Regions from separate parts of the Mus musculus genome. Here region 1 is linked to region 2. Evidence: chromatin contacts called from public capture Hi-C data. All regions are on one chromosome and are shown on one strand. The core of a region is the stretch at or near the end of the contact, and the rest is flanking DNA. Distances in the headings are between cores, read along the strand shown. Region 1 holds the start of Prr15l (proline rich 15-like). Region 2 holds the start of Hoxb6 (homeobox B6).

Evidence for each region. Capture Hi-C pulls out chosen DNA fragments and counts their contacts.
Region 1: a contact with region 2 is called in a capture Hi-C map of embryonic stem cells, with 2.9 times the contacts expected there. The contact joins the promoter of Prr15l here to the promoter of Hoxb6 in region 2. A contact is called at or near these places in 8 of 39 promoter capture datasets (the 3T3-L1 cell line, the C10 cell line, cranial neural crest and 4 more), 9 of 115 datasets of contacts at active chromatin or transcription factors (bone marrow-derived macrophages, differentiating embryonic stem cells, embryonic forebrain and 5 more) and 2 of 9 other capture datasets (embryonic stem cells and liver).

What each region holds. Positions count from the first base shown.
Region 1 is chr11:96,927,374-96,930,803 of GRCm38.p6, forward strand. Prr15l (proline rich 15-like) reads left to right here and starts at 1,908. Exons shown (of 3, transcript NM_146026.2): 1 at 1,908-2,136.
Region 2 is chr11:96,297,568-96,301,086 of GRCm38.p6, forward strand. Hoxb6 (homeobox B6) reads left to right here and starts at 1,507. Exons shown (of 2, transcript NM_008269.2): 1 at 1,507-2,024; 2 at 3,102-3,519. The coding sequence starts at 1,610. The coding sequence ends at 3,361. The region is part of intron 1 of Hoxb5os (homeobox B5 and homeobox B6, opposite strand); the gene reads right to left.

The sequences.
Region 1 (3,430 bases), core at 658-3,157, 630 kb after region 2:
GGAGTACAGGGAAACCCTTGCTCTTATGGGAGGTGTAATGATCAGTTCATGTTTTGAGGGATGAATAGGAGTTTGGCTTGGGGAACAGAGTGGGTAAGGAAGCTCTTCCTAGCTCAGAGCGCAGTCAGTGTTCCTGAATTCACCTTCCTAAGCAACCTCTGTACCTATAAAGGTGGGTAAAGAAGAGCCCGGCTTCAGGAGAGTTGGGTGGAGAGGGTCGGAAAGAACCCGGAAGGCTCTAACGCTGTGCCTCCACCTTCCTAACACTGCAACCCTCTAATGCAGCTCCTCACGTTGTGGTGAACTGCCCTAAAATTATTTTTGTTGCTACTTCATCGTTGCAATTTTGCTACCGTTGTGAATTGTAAGGGAAATATCTGATATGCAGGATATCTGATGTGTGACTCCCAAAGGGGTCTCAACCCACAGGTTAAGAACTGCTGCTGTAGAGGTTCCCTCCTAAGAGCCTGGGTCAAGGCAGCTCCAGCACGGGTTATGGGATGGGAAGTCTGTCCATCCGAGGGCTATTTGGGATAAGAGGACTAAGATCCAAGGCAAGAAGAAGAGGAGGGGGAGGAAGAGGAAGAAGAGGAGGCGGAAGCTGCTAGACCTAACTGAAGCAAGGCTGGAGATGGAGAAGACTTGAGGGTTGGCTAGTTAGAGTCAAAACATACCCTGGGGAGGGAGCCAGGGAAATGGGACCATCTATGCCTCTTTGTTTTTTTTTTAGCCCCAGTGCCTTGCTCTGTACTGGGCACACATACCCAGTTCAGAGAGGAAGGAAGGCATCTGTGAGTATATTGGGTACAAGAAGCTGTGAGAACCCTGGATATGCAGCAGCTGTGTCTCACTCTGGAGGGATACCCATCTGAAGGTCAAGAGAAGGCCTCAGGGCCGCCACCCAACAACACTCCCCAGGGCCAGCTGCCAGACTGAGGTGCGTTTGTGGAAGGTGACTGTGTACATACATGTTCTACCTTTCTGTTTGCTATACCTATCACCTCCTCCTCCTCCTCCTCCTTTCTTTCCTCCACCTTCCCTCCTCCTCCTCTCCTCCTCCCCCTCTTCTCTTCCTCCTCCTCTTCTTCCTCTTCCCTCTCTACCTTTCTCTTTAGGAGTCTGAGAAACCCCTGCCCACAGGAAATTCTTTGTGTACTTTCAGCATTTTGAGACAGATTCTCTATGTGGCTCAGGCTGGCTTTGAACTCATGATTTTCCTGATTTAGCTTCCTGGGTCCTGGGGTTACACGGCACCTGGCTCTGCCCTATTATTTTAAGTCCCCTCCCCGTAACCACCTCTGAGCAGGAAGACGCTATGCAAGGGGTCTAAAGAACCTTGCCCACATGCCCTTTTCCTCTACTGAGATCTTGGGGGTGGGGGGTGGAGGTGGAGGGGCTTCTAGTCAGGAGGGAATCCCAGTCAGTCTCCTTGCCTGCAGAGGAACTCTGGGTGGAGGAGAGCAGGCAGCCTGGGAACCGGTCTGCTAACCAGTTCAACCAGAGACTGGTTTCAACCCCCGGGAGTTCAAAGGGAGCTGGGATGCCCAGCCCGCTATGGTCCTTAACCCTTTCTCTTGTGTGCCCTGGCAAGATTCAGGTGGTGGCCCATGTCGAGGAGGGGTCTGAGCCTCTTTGGAAGAGAAAATGGGTGGGAGATGCTTTGGCGATGGTTCCAGAGTGCAACCAGACACTGAAGAGCTGGAAAACTGAGGAGAGAGGCTCCTGTGCGCCCCAATCCCAGACGTCCCTCGGGATCCCGTCCTCCAGCTTGGTGATCCCAGGAGGACCCTGGCTCCTGGGTGGATGCAGGGGCACTGGGATTGGATTTCTGGGGTGATGAATATTCATCAGCCTGAGCCAGCCTCTGCTTCTGTTTACTTAGCTGGGAGGGGCCGGGTTTCAGGTTCACCTTGACTCCTGGAGCTGCAGCTCACGCAGCAGGCAGGTACCTGCTTCTGCACCTGTCTCTTACACCTGCCCTGCAGCTGCTCCTACCCACCTCTCCAGGCTGAGTCTGGCCAGCGCGACACCCTGGAGACACCCTCTCCTCCTCCAGTCTCACCTGCCTGGGCAGCTCCTACTGTCAACTCCTCTAGGGAAAGTCGCGCCTCCAGCCCAGAGCAGTCCGGATTACAGGTACAGGCAGCAGGGACTGGTGGGTGGGGAAACCTAGATGTAGATCCTGGCCAGAGTTTCCCCAGCTCATGGCTCCATGGTGGACAAGCTCAGCAGGACTCTTACTTCGTCCAGTCTCACCTCACTAGTCTCTTGGAGAAGGTCCAGGCCTCCAAAAGAATTCCTGCTGAGAAAGTTTCAATATATAAACTCTTAACTCCGCTCAAGACAGTCCCCTCTGGCCCACAACCTAGAACATGTATGTCTGGCTATCTGGCAGAAATATCTCCCACTTCCTGTCCAGTCTCATTCAGGGTGGTCGAGGGCCACTAGGGGGGCCCTGTAGAGGGAGGGGAGCGGGTTCTACAATACTCCCTTCCTCTCTCCCCTGCACCTCCACCCCTGCCTCAGTCAATGGTTAACTTGTCCAGCTCAGAGGGAGCTTGGCCCATTCTGGGCAAAGCCCATCAGCAAGTGCTCTAGTGGGGGTGAAGGGACCTGTCTCGGCTGCTTATGTGCATGCCATGGTGCTAGCCTCCCAAGGCAGGAGGTGGCCCACTGTCTCATAAAGGCCTTTCATGGGCCCTGAAGCTATGCAAACCACAGAGGTGGAACTGATATCCTTGGGGCTTGATTGCCCTTATCCCATGATTGCAGCCTAGGGTAAGGGCCCAGCCCTGGCATCTCGGGGCCGTGTATTAGCAGACAGCAGCTCTCACCACACGCAAGATCTGCGTTTCCACCCCCAAGTCCCCACCCCCACCCCACCCCGACCCCGGCTTTCCACAATCACTCATAGGCATGTGACTAGAAACATTTTACTCTTTACCACTCTGGAGATCTGTGACGCTTGTACACCATGACAATTTTTGGTTGGTTGGTTTGTTGGTTAGTTTGGTTTGGTACGATTTTAAGACAGGGTCTCACTCTGAAGGCCAGGCTGAACTAGAAACTTATTAGGTAAATAGGTTGACTTTGAACTCACTGATCTCTTGCCTAAGTGCTGAGGTTACAAATGTATACTACCAGACCTGTCTCATACATGACACCTGTTCTTGTTTTTAGGCTCTCTCTCTCTCTCTCTCTCTCGTTTTTTTTTTCAAGGCAGTTTCTCTGTGTAGCCCTGGCTGTCCTGGAACTCTCTCTGTAGACCAGGCTGGCCTCAAACTCAGAGCTCCACCAGCCTCTGCCTCACTCCTGAGTGCTGGGATGGATGGCGAGCACCTCTTGCCCTGGCAGACAATTTCCTTCCGTGGTCCTGACTGTTCTGGAGTTCTGTATGTAGAGCGTGCTGACTAAACTCACAGAGATCCTG
Region 2 (3,519 bases), core at 257-2,756:
TTAGAATGTCAGAAATACCTTGTGTCCCCCAGGTTGGGATCTGTCCTTATTTTCTTTGGATGAGAGAGGAAGAGAGCATAGCTATTTTCTTCCACTCCCAAGTCCTTACAGCAGCTAAGAAGGTGATATAAACATGAGACGTGGGAGGTGGTCTGTAGAGTGGCTGAGAGACAGGAGTGTTGTGAGTGTCTAGAACTAGAGCAAGCATGCCAGTTTGATGGTTGGAAGGTGGTTACTAAGTCCCTAGGAGGACCTAGCAGCCTTCTCTCCTTATAAAATCAAATCCAAACCAAGTCTTGGGATGCGAATTTCAAAGGGAACCACCAGTTTATAAAGAGAGTAGGAAAAAGAGGAGACTCTCGGTCTCCAATACTGAAGACTCAACATTTCTAAGACAATTCCCCCCAGTATCTAGATTTACAGGGAACATCTTTGGTTCTAAAAATCTGTAGCCAGGGATTCTTGCTACATCATTTGGCCTGAGAGATAAGGATAGATGAGGAGAGACCAAGCAAGGGTTGCAGGAAGAATAGAGATGAAAACAAGTAAAGTTACCTAGGCTGGGGTTTCCCCTTCATCACCAAGTTTAAGGACTACTAGTTTCTTTCTCCAGGGCCCAGTCTCAGTCAAGACTGCAGCCAGGACGGCTGAGCTGTGCTGGGCATACGGATGGTCGGCTTGCCAAATAGCAATAGCAAATAGCTTCGGGGAGCAGCCAGAGGGAGAAACTGGGCTCACACACCCCTGACATTTCCTTCTTTTGGGTCTTCTAGGCAGAAGGAACTGGCTTGCCCTCCTCTAAGCTGGGGAATTGGGTTGAAGTCGGGATACAATAAAACCTAAACTTAAAAGGGGGAAACAGGCCTGATAAACAATAAACGATTTTCCAAACCTTCAAAGGAGGGTGTTTCTTCTTTTCTTGTTTCTAAAATGAAGCAAATAAGCGGACAAGTCCGTTCTCGTTCCACCCCCCACCACCACCACACCAGTACAAAACCCTAGAAACAGACCTTCCCCCTTTATTCTCTCTCAACGAGATTCGAGGATATTTACCCAGCCCTCCCTTGAGGGAACGGGCCCATGCAACGCAGGGGTTAACTTTTCTGAAAACACAATTAACTTTTCCCTATTCCTGCGTGGGGTGGGGTGGGGGGGGAGGTTGTATTTATTTCATCACTGGGGAATGGGATGATCTTCATCTAACTGCTTCCTCCTCCCTCAAAAGCACAGACGTCTCTTTCGCAGATCATACGTAGGTGGATCAGGGCGCGTTGTGGAGAGAGAGAGAGAGAGAGAGAGAGAGAGAGAGAGAGAGAGAGAGAGAGAGAGAGAGAGGAAGGAGGGGGAAAAGGTTGATAGGTTTGTGCGCGGGTCCCTCGTGCAGGCTGCGCTCCTCCTGGGTGCTATTTGACAATTCCTGCCTCTGCCATTGGTCAGTGTTGGATCAGATGGTTGTATTTCCTTCTGGCCCTCACTGGCACCTCGCCATCCCCCCTCAGCTAAAACCCAATCTCGGCTATACTACTAATAGGCGCGGCGCTCGGACTATAAAACACAACAAATCATAAACCCGGCGGAGCAGCAGCGGCCTCGCGCGCCTCCCCTCCCGATGAGTTCCTATTTCGTGAACTCCACCTTCCCCGTCACTCTGGCCAGCGGGCAGGAGTCCTTCCTGGGCCAGCTGCCGCTCTACTCGTCTGGCTATGCGGACCCGCTGCGGCACTACCCCGCGCCTTATGGGCCGGGACCCGGCCAGGACAAGGGCTTTGCGGCGTCCTCCTATTACCCACCAGCCGGCGGCGGCTACGGCCGGGCGGCGCCCTGTGATTATGGGCCGGCGCCTGCCTTCTACCGGGAGAAGGACGCGGCCTGCGCTCTCTCCGGCGCCGACGAGCCGCCCCCGTTCCACCCCGAGCCGCGCAAGTCCGACTGCGCACAGGACAAGAGCGTGTTCGGAGAGACCGAGGAGCAGAAGTGCTCCACGCCCGTCTACCCGTGGATGCAGCGCATGAATTCGTGCAACAGTGAGTGAGACTTCCCGCTGTCCCGTGTCTGTGTGTGTGTGTGTGTGGGGGGGGGTCGGCAAGCAGAAAGACTGAAAGTGTCAGCATCCCCCAACCCCAATTCTCCCATTGGGAACTAGGTGGGCATCTCAGCAGATAGAGCAAGATTGCCCCCCCCCCCGACCTCCAGATCAGTCCTCTTGCCCGCAGAAGTTGCAAAGTTTGCAAAGTCCCAGCTGCACAGTAAGGCAGGGGGAATAAGTGGGCTCTCCCTACTTAAGTCAGGCTAGGATTGTTGATCCGGAAGAGGTTAGGGGACTCAGTCTCTGGTCCTGTATTCCTTTATGTTCTCCCTAGCTCTTGTCCGGATCTGAGGGGTGGGGGGTGCCCCGCACCCAAAGACCACTCCATTAAAAACAAGAGTGCGTCATGAAAGGGGAGGGGTGGCATGACGCCGGCAAGGGCGAGTTTACTTGGGTCCTGGATTGTGTTTCCCTGGGGCTGGGGGAGGAGAACTGGGGAAGGGGGACCAGGGAGCTGTGAGACACTACCATAGGGTCGTATAGTCTGAGGAAGGAAGAAGAGAGGACAGGCGGAGGGAGTGAGAAGAACAAACTGGCTCCTGGGTCTCAGGTTGGATTATTTGTGGGCTTCAAGTCCCAATTGATGTCCATTAGCAGGACACGAAAGTGAGGGGCTGTTAATGCGGACTATGAATCGATCCACGTCATTAGGGATTAAGGGCCAGAATCTATCATCGAGTAGGGTAGGGAGGGCTGGATGGATGGAAAGGAAGGGAAAGAAAAGATACAGCTCGTAGGAGGCACACCTGGCCAGCCCCTCCCCCAAGCTCAGGTGAGAGTCCAAGTGCCCCTCCTCTCCCCCCACTGAAAGTCTAGGCAGAAAGAAAGCACAGGCCTCGGAGTCCAGGAGGGAATCTGGAGGGGGCGCTGGAGGAGTAGGAAACGGGGACCAGGGAATGGGAGGGGGAAAGACTACTCCCGACAGGCTAGCTTTACGTTTGAGGGCCGAGTGGGGGAGGGGCTATGGGCTTGGTGTGATGACCCCAGGCCTCAGTTTCTCCTCTCTGCGTAACAGGTTCCTCTTTTGGGCCCAGCGGTCGGCGAGGCCGCCAGACCTACACACGCTACCAGACCCTGGAGCTGGAGAAGGAATTTCACTATAATCGCTACCTGACCCGCCGGCGGCGCATAGAGATCGCGCACGCCCTGTGCCTGACCGAGCGGCAGATCAAGATTTGGTTTCAGAACCGGCGCATGAAGTGGAAAAAGGAGAGCAAACTGCTCAGTGCGTCTCAGCTCAGTGCGGAGGAGGAGGAGGAAAAGCCAGCCGAGTGAAGGTGCTGCAAAGGGAGGGGGGACGCGAAGGGAGAGGTCTGTGGGGGAACCTAGGGCACCCGAAAGCCCCAGAAGGCTCTGCGGTCGGGGGAGTCTGGGGACTTGCTGTCCAGAGCACGACGGGCAGGGCCCAGTGCTTGCCTGGATGCCCCCTTCTG